Linked DNA regions of Rattus norvegicus: region 2 is linked to region 1. Evidence: chromatin contacts called from public Hi-C data. All regions are on one chromosome and are shown on one strand. Each heading gives the region's core, a stretch centred on a gene start, on an enhancer-like site or on the middle of the called end of the contact. The rest is flanking DNA. Distances are from core to core; before and after follow the strand shown.

What was found. A called contact is a pair of places that touch in the nucleus more often than the background predicts.
Region 2: a contact with region 1 is called in a Hi-C map of liver, with 1.8 times the contacts expected there. The contact joins the enhancer-like site here to the promoter of Ttc39c in region 1.

Annotation. Positions count from the first base shown.
Region 1 is chr18:4,075,324-4,081,454 of GRCr8, forward strand. Ttc39c (tetratricopeptide repeat domain 39C) reads left to right here and starts at 4,621. Exons shown (of 14, transcript NM_001415714.1): 1 at 4,621-5,308. The coding sequence starts at 5,151. LOC134482904 (a long non-coding RNA gene) reads right to left here and starts at 5,714. Exons shown (of 2, transcript XR_010059618.1): 1 at 5,513-5,714; 2 at 3,541-3,840.
Region 2 is chr18:4,110,598-4,116,718 of GRCr8, forward strand. Ttc39c (tetratricopeptide repeat domain 39C) reads left to right here. Exons shown (of 14, transcript NM_001415714.1): 2 at 5,907-5,955. Among named protein-coding and RNA genes, the nearest start is that of Ttc39c, 34 kb to the left of the region's middle. Within about 2 kb of position 2,189, at least 6 of the 93 cell types and tissues checked have an H3K27ac peak or open chromatin away from gene starts, as enhancers often do. A contact at or near this core is called in liver, where this site is marked.

The DNA of each region.
Region 1 (6,131 bases), core at 3,371-5,870:
TCCTCCCTTGCCAGGGACCAGCCTCAGCCTCAGCATGGAGAGGGGATTTGAGAGAAGGGGTGTCTGGGAGTGGCGAAAAGAACATCTCATTGCGCCCGCTCTCCCCCCCCCCTCTGTGTGTGTGTGTGTGTGTGTGTGTGTGTGTGTGTGTGTGTGTTCTGTTTTTCTCTAGACAGCCTTTTCTTGCTATTCTAAACACTCTTTGGTTGAGACAGCTGTCTCTGCTAGTAAAAAGTCTAAAAGCTATCTGGATAGCACATGGGCTTTCTGACCAAAGTCAGAAAAACTGCTATAAAAATTATTGGATCTCCCGACAAAGTCAGAAATCCTGTTAATAAAAAATTCTTGAAGAGCTGTTTTTGCTCTCCAGAGAACACCAGACAGCTCAGCTCTCACTAGAGAAAATTCTGAAGAAATGCTATCACTTTGTGCTAGCTCATCCCCTGCAGACTGAGAGCCCAGTTTTTATTTAGGTATCAATTCATTCATTTATTCTAGGTTCCCTTTTGATTATTTTATGAATCAGTATCCTGTGACCCTAGCCCTTTGATTCAGCAAGCACACCTTTTAACATTGCAAAATAACTCCAAGACCCACCAGCCTCTGTTATACATAGATGCTAAGTTAGCTGTGTGGGACTCTGTCCCAAAGTGACCCTTTCTACCACACTTGTGCCTAACCTTGCTGTGTCTCAGACTGACCTTGATCTAAGGAATCTGCCTGCCTTTGTTCTTTTAGATTCATGAAATCCCTCATATAATTCACAATACATCCTTATATTTTTGCATAGTTGAGAAATCACATATTTTCAAACTCATGTTTTTAGGGTTCTTTTCCACAGTCTTAAGGACGGTTCTGAAGGTTCCAACATTTATCATTTTGCTAAGACATAACCACACCCTCAACTCCTAGACTCATGCTGTTTCTAATTCTCATGGAGTCATCAATGCTAAACTCCTCAGAGGAGTGTGAAAACATGTATACCGTTACACGGACAAGCCTTACACTCACCTCAGCCATCGACACTCGTGGAGGCTCACACCGGGGCCTCTCAGGGCCTGGGGCAGGGACCATGTCACTCTGTCCCCACCAGAGCACTTGGTACTCCCTTATTCTATAGAGGTGGAATATGACAGCCAGTGGACACCTGGCTAAGCCTTTCTGGTGTTTATTAGGGATTTCATTTGAGGACAGCACAAGAGGAGGAGACTGGAAGGGATGACTTCCTGTCCTATAGTCATTTCTCTGCTCCACAGGGCTGCTTGAGAGACATGCATCCAGCTAGAGAGACAGCAGAGTGGACCCTCCTGACGTCATCCACACTCCCCTCCTCAGAGACAAGCTAGAGAGAAGGAAAAGAAGAGACTTGCCACACAGCTTCCTCGTACTGGGCCTTGAGCTGACTTGCCTTCTAATTACTAACAGCTCACCCAATTTTACCCACACCCTCAGCCAAGCAACAAGGCTGTGAGCTCTTCTACCCTCCTTAGAAATCCACATTGAGGAACTGATTGCAGATTTATACAAAGAAAAACAAAGACACTGTTTCTATTGTTGGCTCCACCCAAAACTGTTCTGCAGGACTCAGAAACAACTAGGTTTTCTTAAGTAGAATTCTTTGTAGAATGCTGTCTTCCAGTTGTAATAGCCATTGCCATCTTAATTAGAGCAGCTCTGTGGACACTCCCTCATAGAAGAAGGGGGCAGTGATGATCATTACACCTGTACCTGAGCCACTACCCCCTACCCACTTTTTCCCAGAATTCCCTCTTTTGTATGTGATTCTGTCCGAGTTGCAGTATCTCCTGGTGCCAGGAGATGCTAAAATAACATGGATCATGGAGGCTAACTGAATGGGGGACTCCATGTGCAGTTATGGGGAAGTGACACTCTGCTGATGTGGCCACCAAGCATCCACATGGCTGAGGGGGGGATGGAGGGAAAAGCTGAGTGCTTGGCCACAGGGTTGGAGCTCTGGATACACCCTCACTCTGGAAACCCCCTACATGAACCAGTACATTTGTTTCTCCAAGGAGACTGAGTCAGAGGTCTCTGTTATTGTAACAACACCACCAAGGCAGTGCATGACGAAATAACACTTGCAGTTTCATTCATTTCTAGACTGAGGGTAGAGGCAGCACTGTGGAACGTTGGCCGTCAGAACAGTATTAAGGGTTTGTAGAGAAGAAGTGAGCCGTTTCTTCCAATTCTCCCCTTCCTTCTCTCCCTACCTCCTCACGTGCACTTGGGCAAGTCCTGTCTGGTGAAGTCAAGTGCACTGAAGGCTCTGTTTGCAGGAGAGTGTATGAGTCCCACGATGTCAAGTGTAAGGCACTGCTAGTGTTAGTAGTCTGGATTTTCCTTCCCGTTCAATGTAGTTAGTATAGTATACATCATGGCCTTTTAAACATCACTGTGACCTGCTCTTCTTGCTTATCAAAGATAGCGGTCAACCCTAATTCCCCACCCGCTAGGTGTCCTTGCGAGCCACAGCTATATAAGTGTTCTCTTGGGATTTGGGAGCCTGCTTCTGAGTCCCTTTTACTTCGAGCACTATTGAGGATTGAGCCTCCAGTGTCATAATGGGGAGCAAACTCGACTGCTGAGTGCCAGCCATCATCTAAATCCTCATCTCTCACCACTGAGCACGTTTGCCAGTGTCTGTTTATAATGCAAAAACTAGCGTTAATCGTTGCGTGTCTGATTAAATCCTGCTTTGTATGTGTCTAAGGTGTGCTGCAAGAAACTGTGAGTTTCTCCCTTTGCTTATGCTGGGGAGCTGGACAACTTCTGTATCTCACCCCAACTGTCCAAGAGTGTCCCGAAGTTTGCAGAACCCATTGTGCCCAGCCCTTGAGAGAAAACTAGCCCCAGGGATAACTTTGACCCTTCTGATTCCTTATTAACTGCACCCTCCCCCCAATACAACTTGTGTCATAAATAACTCAAAATTTATTTTTTGTCTCCCTTTCCCCAGCTATAAATGCAATAGAAGACTGTCCCCTTCCCTAGGTGGGAGAGGTACAGATGCCTCCCACTTTGACATTGTCCTCTTGGCTTGCCTCTCTTGTTGCCTGGATTGTGCAAGGACTTCAGATGGATGGGCTCCACCTGTCCAAAATCCAGGCAGTCTGAGCAAGGAAGGCCTTGGCCAGGCTGGTCAGCACTGATGCCATAGATGCTATGAAGCCAGGAGCCTCATGTGGACTTAGTGGGCTGTGCAGTCCCTAACACCTAATGGCTTGCCCATCAAAATGTATACACACATGAGTGTATTAAAGAAACCCTGGCTTCTGTGTCATTTGCTCTCTGCTGGCACAGTGGATGCATAGCTCTCAGCATCCATTCTTATCAAGGATGCCATTCAGGTCTTCTGGAAATGTCATTACAAGACACTAAAAAACTGAAGTCTGAATGTCACTGAAGGCAGTGACAGTGCTTACAACTGAGACCAAAATTAAACAGTCAATTTGTAAAGTTCTTTCAGCATAAATGACATGTTTCCTAAATTAGATGGTACCATTTCCAGGTAGACATGCATTCATTTTTTATTTTAGTATTTATTTAATATTTTGTATTCCAACTTCTTGTTAAGAATTTGTTAGCCCAGCATAGTATCTGAACGTGCAGTTACCAACCCAGGGCTGAAGCAGGAGACTGCAGTGAATTCAGGGCTGGTCAGGGATACAGGGGAAAGTCTCAGAGAATTAGCGTGATTTTACAACAGTCGTATGGAGTATTGTGCTTGAGGCATGGGCCTGCTGTCCTAGTTAGGTGGGAGGTCAGGCCGGGTGACTGAGCCCAGGCGTTCCAGGCCAGCCTGAGCAGAATAGTGCGATCCTGTAAGAAAGGAGAAAGAGAAGGCTACAGCTAGGCACTGACCACAATGGGCATTCCTCTTCAATTTCATGGCTGAACATGAGATAGGAGTTAGATGGTCTTGTAAGGAATGCTACAAGTAACAAAGCTAACATGCAGGGTGAGTTTAAATTACGGTGCACTTGTGTGGTAATTTATACGTAGCTCGCTATAATGTTGGATGTTATTTTTGGAGTAATGTCTTGATCTGAGTATGAATGGTTTTGAGCCCTTTAGCGGTTAAGTCTCTTCTAATTGAAGTGAGCGAGTTCTTAGGGAAGATAGTCCAATTTGACATTCGCACAACCTTAGTTGTCAAAGTATTGTTTAACAGCTGCTAAAGTAAAGGGGAGAAGAACATTTTTAAAACCCATAAACAGATTTCTCTTTTATGTCTAAATGGTGCATGCAGAAACCACTAGCTCACCGTCAGAAGTGAGACTCTGATTAAATTATCACCCTTGGCGTTTTGCTTACATTTGCTTATATAAAAACCACAGCTTTTCTGTTTCACTGGCTTGGAAGTATAGTCGTCAGGGTGCTGAGAACACACCTTAACAGCTTACTTCTTAGCGTTTAAATATTTAGCTACGTAGCATATGGATCCCTCTCTCTACGTGTTTCTAATGTTGGTGGTGGGCCCTAGCAAATGGTCCGGGTTCTGGAGGCCACGCCCCCGCCGCCCAACTGCTTGAGGATTGGCTGCTTTGGGCCTGGGGGAGGGGGCTGGCTGGGATCCGGACGAAGTTGGGGGTGACTGGCACTGGACTCCCAAGGGTTCTGACACGCGTGGACCAAGCCAAAGACACCTGAGTGCCCAGCCGCGCTCAGTAGCAGCGGACCAGGAGTTCTCTGACCCTGAGTCAAGCTCTCCCGCCCCTCCCAGTGCGTCCGAGGTCCATCCTATCTCGGAGGGTTGGGCATTGGGGCCTCGCGTGGGTGTCCGCAGCCTGGCGCTAGCCTGGGGGCCTATGGGGCGGGTTCCGGGGCCCAGAGGGGCTGCAGGAAGCGGAGGCAGCTCCGGACGCCTGGATCGAAGCGGGCGCAGACACCCGAAACGGCTGGGGTGGCCGCGAGCCGGCTGCTGAGTAATCCCCGGCGGCGGGTGGGGGCGGCCGGGCGCCCACGTTCCCCGCGCCGCAGCCCGGCGGCGGCTCCGCCTTCGCGTCCCTCCCCGCCCCCTGCTGGCTGCTGTGCTCGGCTCCCGGCAAGTCGGACAGGGCTCGGGGAGCGCGGGCCGCTGCAGCCGCCTCCCGCACCTCTCCTCGGCCCGCGCCGGGCCTCGTGCGCCCATGGCCGGCTCGGAGCAGCAGCGGCCGCGGCGGAGGGAGGACGGCGACCCGGACGCGGCAGCGGCGCCCCTGCAGGACGCGGAGCTGGCCCTGGCTGGCATCAACATGCTTCTCAACAACGGCTTCAGGGAGTCGGATCAGCTTTTCAAACAATACAGGTGACCCGGGCTCCCCGACTCTCTGCCCTGGCTGCGCACACCGGGTGGTCACCTCGTGACCTGCGGCAGCTCTCTTCCCTGCTCTCCTTCGCTTCCCAAGGCTTTATCTGCAGCCTTTGCCCTGAGCCTTGGCCCCATCCTCCTCCCCACCCCATCCCCCGCTGCTCTGACCCTTCCTTCCCTGCCACCGCAGTCTGGTCTCACTTTCTGCCCTCCGAGGGGTGTCCAGTGTTTTTCTGCTGCTTTCGAGCTGTCGCCTGGTCTCCCACCGCGCCTTGGCTCGGGGGACTGATGCATTAGAGGCAACAGCGAGCCTAGCACTTGCTGGGTTGGGACTCTGGCTCTCACGCTGCCCCGGCAGCCTTTGTGACCTGAGCACCCTTGCCAGGTCCTTGTGTGGCGCTCTCCTTTGTATACCCTGGTGCTTTCGTTATTTAAAGACTGAGTAGTGTAATTGTCGCTCTGTAGAGGAACTTGAAACATTTCAGTCCAAACTCTGACCACCCATCTCTGCCTCATCCTTCTACAGTCAGGATGAGTCCTGATGCCTTTCAAGAGAGCCGATTTTTTAAGAATTATCTAGTAAGAAGAAAATAGAGGAATTTTTAAAAGTACAGAAGAATGAAAGGGGAAACACGTGTGTTGCTTTAATTTTTGTTTGCATTTGAAAAATTAAGCTCAAGATCTAAGCCCTGTTGTGAAAGAAGCCCTGGGAACTCAAAGCTCCAGGTGTTCTGCTTCAGGAAGCAAGCTGGCTTACCGTGAATGTGGGCTGGCCGTCAGATGCCTAGTCGCTGTCCTCAGCATGTTTAAGGGCGGACAC
Region 2 (6,121 bases), core at 939-3,438, 33 kb after region 1:
ACAGTAACTGTCCCTGAGACCTAAGACAAGGCTGCCCACAGTAACTGTCCCTGAGACCTAAGACAAGGCCGCCCACAGTAACTGTCCCTGAGACCTAAGACAAGGCCGCCCATGGCATTTTGACCAGGTTTTTGTATCCGTTGAGCATTAATTCTGTCTTCTGGAGCGGATCACGCAAGTCCAGTCAGAAAGTGGTTATTATTCCCATAGTATTCACACCATTGTTGCCCAGTAGGCGTCTCTGGCAGGCTCCACCCCTAGAAAAGCCTGCTAGGACTTTTGTCCCCCAGTGGCCTTAATCACCTCAAATCAAGCTTGGAGATTTTATTTAGCTTTATTATCTGCAGCAGGCTTGTGTGTCCAGTTTGGTCTCCCAGTCACTGTGTAACTGAGTACGACCTTGAACTCCTGAGCAGTGGAGATCACACACAGGGCCTTGCAGCATTCTGTCAGCTGAGGTGTATTTCCAACCCTAGCGCTGACATTTTAATCCTTCCTCAGAAGTGGGCCATGCATTTTTAAAGGTGGGATGGTGAAGTGGGCGGGCTCCAGAGTTAGACTGTGTGCTTCCGTCTCTGGGCATCGGAGGATGGAGCCTAGTGAGTGGAATGGCCATCACATCACGGTGATCTAATGTTTTTAGGATGTTGTCCTCTGGTCTCTGCATGGTTCAGAAGGGACATGCTTCAGATGCTGCCCTGCTGGAGCTCTCTAGAGATGCTAATGAGTAAAGGGAGGATCAGGAGTGCTTTAAACAGAGATGCTTTCAGAACAAATTAGTTTTTCCCCCTCTGAGTATTTTTCTACTACAAATTAAGTTAGAAAATTTCCTTCTAAGTGAACTTTACATTGAATGTTCTTAGCTGCCATCGGAAAGGAGACATTTTCTTTGTCCGTTGGCCTAGAGTCTTCCTTTTTCCTAACTTTTACTCATTTGTTGTGTGTTAGGGGTGTAGGGACATGCCACAGCATGCTTGTGGAAGTCAGGGGTGTGGGGACACACCACAGCATGCTTGTGGAAGTCAGGGGTGTGGGGACACGCCACAGCATGCTTGTGGAAGTCAGGGACACCTCGAGGCAGTTGGTTCTCTCCTAACATGTCAGTCTTAGGGCTAGAACTCAAGTTCCAGTCTTGGCAGAAGGTCTTTACCTGCTGGGCCCTTTGAAAATGGCTGTAGTGAGTATAAACCATGTTTCTGATAAACTCTGGGATGAAGATTGAGACCCTGTGCTGCTTTGGGGATGTTGACCCCCTTTATTTAATTCACGCTGGGGGCCTTTCTCCAAGTTGGGCGGAGCAAAGCCTGAGAGACTTCATCAAGCTAAGGCCTTAAGCCTGACAAGGCTGTGCGCACTCACAGATCCCTCCTCACACATGAAGAGGCTCTCCTCGGCAAGCATCTGTCAGATGGTCCAGCTGGGAATGTCTCCACCTTCCCTGGCCATCTTGGAATGGGTGGCGAGGATTTGTGTAGTGCTAGGTGAGCATTCTGGGCTCTCAGACAGTAACTGCCCGCATGCTTCCTTTAGGGATGCTGCCCCACCATGGGGGCTGGCTGAGGCCCCCATGCTAGCATGGTAGCAGCTTCCCCACACTGAGCTTGAGATGCAGGATGTGACAAACTGAACCTACAGGTAAGCTCTGTGGGGAGCATCAGCTTCCAGCTCCCACCTCATCAAATTCCTGTCGTAAATCTGTTTATTATTGTTCTTGACAGCATTGTGCAGCCAGCTTAGTAAAGGAATCATCTTCCGTTAGAAACAGAAACTTTGTTTAAGGTGCGACTTAGCTAAAATCATAAGAAAATGGCTGTCGTGTTTGAGAGACTAAAGGCTTATTGGTTGTCCTCCCCTTACTTCAGTCCGTCCGTCCTTTAAAGAACATGCGTAAAGTTCCTGTGTCTATTGCCTGCAGCTGATATAAAAATGAGCTCTCTAAATCATTTGCTTTTATTGTTTAGAAAAAAAATCAGAGAGGGACTGGAGAGGTGGCCCAGCAGTTAAGAGTCTGTATTTCTCTCTGGGCCCAGCGCTCACACATCTGCTTACCCTGCAGACAAACTGTTTACACAGAATTTAAAATAAATATTTAAAAAACAACAGGAGGAGGTACCTTGGAGTGAAACCTCCTATCCGAGTCTGTCCCTGTACTCTTTGGGTCTGGTGTTCTGCTAGCCCTGGACCACAGATGGCTCCTGCTGGCCCTCAGCTTGGCACAGAGGCAGAGTCTGCCTGCGTTCTGACTGTCAGTCCATCTTGCTGCTTGGTGCACAGCCTCCCCTGTTGAGAGCTGCAGAGGCTACAGCCGAATCTCAAGGAGCATTTGGAGCTAGCACACTGACTGAGCGGCGCCTTGTCCTTCTGAATGGGGAGTAACTGTGGGGGTGTCCATGCGGTGTGTGACACTGGCACTGTGCAGGCTCGGCTGTCTGTCCCCTACCCCCACCACACACACTTTCGATTTTATTTTTATTTTTAAATATATTTTTAATTGAAATAATCACATTGGTTTCCTTCTCCCTCCCCTTCATCCCTTTAGCTACTCCTCCCACCACCACTTCCCACACCCGCAGCACTCTCCAGTGACGGCTTCTTCTTCTGTTGTTAATGTCACATGCATATGTGTGCACAGCTATGTAAATACCACATACTTACTGGAAAAACCCTTCATTTCTTTGTCTCAGAAAAGAATACTGTCACTCTGTGCATGTCTGTTGGCCTATGCTGTTCACAGCACTCCTGTTTCTACAGTGAAGGACTTTGACCACTTTTAGCTCTCACTATTCCCGTCACTACTGTATTTTTTTTTACATAGTCTCTTGTAGTTCAGGCTGGTTTCAGACTCAGTGTAGCAGAGGGTGGCATTAAACTCCAGACCCTCTCCCTCCTGAGTGTTGGGATTCCAGGTGTAGCTGTCATCTCCCCTCCGTCTCCCTCTCCCTCCTCCTCTCCCCTCCCCTTCCCCCTCTCATTTTAGATGATACCCTGGTTCCATTGCAAACTGCTGGTCTCTTTTTGTTGTACGATGAAGATTTCAAACTGGCAAAATATATACACTCTACTCTTTGTCTTAAAATCCTTTACTCTGTTCTGTGGCTGTGCACTCCAGGCTCTTCTTGCACCTCATCTGGAGCCTGTGTGGCTTCTTGTGGAGGAGACACAGTGTTTGCAGGGTATTTCAGGAGTGCTGATGACCCACACGGCTGCTAGACATGAGCACAGCTGGGCAGGGAACATTGTTTCTCAACTTTGCAGGGGACAGAACTAGGGAACAGGGCCATTGTTAAAGACTGAATCTATACACCGAGTTTGCATGAACTCCTGCAGTTTGTATTCTGAACCAGCTTGGTGGGTAAATGCACCAGCTGCTTTTCCAAAGGACCCGGATTCAGTTCCTAGCACACACAGGGCCTCATAACCATTGTAACTCAGTTCCCTGAGCTCCAGCTCCCTCTGCTGGCCTTCTCAGTCACTGCATGCATGTGCTGCTGAGATATGAGATATGCAGGCAAAACATAATCAGAAAATAAAAAAGTAAAGGAAAATGTTATTAATTAGTAAGTCATTGGTTTTACTGTACTTTGTCCTGTACCACAAAACTGTGTCTCCACTATTGTAGAAAAACAGAGCCTACTTGTCCTGTATATACCCTCAGATCTCTGGATTCATTTTAAAATCCCCAAGACATGTTTTGTGTAGGGACATGTGTACGGCCAGAGTTAAGTAAATGAAGTAAGTTACTGTTAGGTCACTTGAGGTATGTGACGTTAAAGACTGAGTGGAACCTGGGCGGACTGAGCCTTGCTGCAAACAGGGCTGACAGGACAGCAGTTGTTGTTGCATGGCTTTTGTTGTTGTTAATATAATGGTCATGTATTTGCATAGTGAAAAATTAGTGACTTTTTTTTATTAATATTGAAGAGCACATGGCTTCGTTTTCCTCTTACACAATTTATGGAGATCTGGGTGTGCCTGGTGTGCCCGTGCTGCATGGTGGGTGGGCAGCACCTCAGGGAGGGAAAGCACCTCTGCTGGACAGCTGCCAGAATATTTTCTTCCATTTGAATGATAAGATGGTAGCGGGAAGGAGACTTGACGCCATGAATAATTAATCCCTGTGGCTCTCAGGAAGCTAATTTTAGCCAAGATCATGAAGCAAAAGTAGCAGTGGCTGAGCTCTAGTCAGGGGATGGGGAAGCAGAGCGGCCATCGCTGTGTTGAAATCCATCAAATGCATCTGTCCTTGAGAGCAGGGACCTCACTCCCTCACTGACCCAATCCTCCAATGGTTGCAGGATGCAGTTAATACAGGAGCTAAAAGCCTGTGCCACGTCCAAGCTCTGGGTAGTTGCTGTGGACCAAGAATGAGCAGCGTATATTTGGAGGGCGCTGTAGACGTGACACCTCCCAGCTAAGGTTAGGGTCTGAGTGCTGCCTTGGGCTTGACAGGTGAGCCCACCTTCCTGTTTGTTGCTGCAGTTGATTTAAGCATCCTTTTCAGAGGCGGGGGGTTGACGGGGTTCGGGGCGGGGGTGGGGGGAAGCAATTGAAGGCAGCCGTAGGGTGAGCAGAAGTACAGGTAGATGGGGAAAAGATACTAGGAGAGGTTAGCATTCAAAAGAACTTTAACTGTGGAGTCTTCCCCAGCAACACAGCCGCGCATAGCCCTGCAGGAAAGGAAGGAGACACGCGTGGCAGTCTGTCTGTCTCACGGCCTGTGGTCATGTCCACGCAGGTGGTTCTTCAGGCAGAGGTGGGATGTCAGATGGACAGGGGCTTACTTTCCCTCTCTTACATACACTCATGCACTTACACACACATGCACGCATGTGCTCCACACAGATACACAGCCCTTTTCACATTGGGCACAATGTAAATTTTAGCGGAGGATGGGATAGTAAGTTTTTACACCACTTCTGTTGTTAATACAATGGCCATGTGTTTGCATAGTGAAAAGTTAGTGACTTCTTATTATTATTGAAGAGCACATGGCTTCCTTTTCCTCTTACAATTTATGGAGACTGGACTTTTGTATTGGCTTTTAGGTTGGATTGAAGACTTGATGTTCTTGTGTTTTCTGGCTCACTTAGCACTGGCTTGCTTTCCTCTTGTGCTTACTACAGGATTGGTGATGCCTGTGTGTCACGATTGGCAATTAGTGGGTCCTAGGAAGGTGTTCTCAACCTTGGGGTGGTCTACAAATAAGACTGACTTTGTTAGGTGTTTTCTGTTTCATTCGTTTTGACACAGGATCTTGCTTATGGCTGGCTTAGGTAAGCCTCTGTTGTGGTCCCAAGTGCTGGCACTGCAGGCCTGCACCCCCACCCTGACCCCTGTATGGCACTGCAGGCCTGCACCCCCACCCCCACACTGGCACTGCAGGCCTGCACCCCCCACTCCCACACTGGCACTGCAGGCCTGCACCCCCCACTCCCACACTGGCACTGCAGGCCTGCACCCCCACTCCCACACTGGCACTGCAGGCCTGTACCCCACCCCCACACTGGCACTGCAGGCCTGTACCCCACCCCCACACTGGCACTGCAGGCCTGCACCCCCACCCCTACACTGGCACTGCAGGCCTGCACCCCCACCCCTACACTGGCACTGCAGGCCTGCACCCCCACCCCGACCCTGTATATGTAGAGCTTGGATCCAGCTTGACACTTTAAGAAGCAGGTCACTCCTTTCTTTGCCCATGGTCTAGCAAATCCACATATTTCTCTATATTTACTGTCAGCTCCGTACTTACTTTTGAAGGATGAAATCTCTCCTGGGGTAGAGCCAGGACGTACCTCAGCTTGTCAGCTTGGTGTGATTCTGTCTGCCTGCTTACCTCACATCCTGTTTTAAAAACACCTGTAAAATAAGATCCAGTGAAATATTTTTGTTTGTTTCCTTAACAGAAATCATAGCCCACTAATGAGTTTTGGAGCGAGCTTCGTCAGCTTTCTGGTGAGTTGATATCAAAAGAGACGTTGCTGTCACGAAAACAAATCGACAGTGATGCCTGCCTGCCTGCCGGCTGCATAGACACGCTGTTAAAGACGACCTGGAGTTATTGCCCAGTAACTAGCATCTGGGAGATGAATGTTCTCACCCGAGTATAAAAATAAAATGT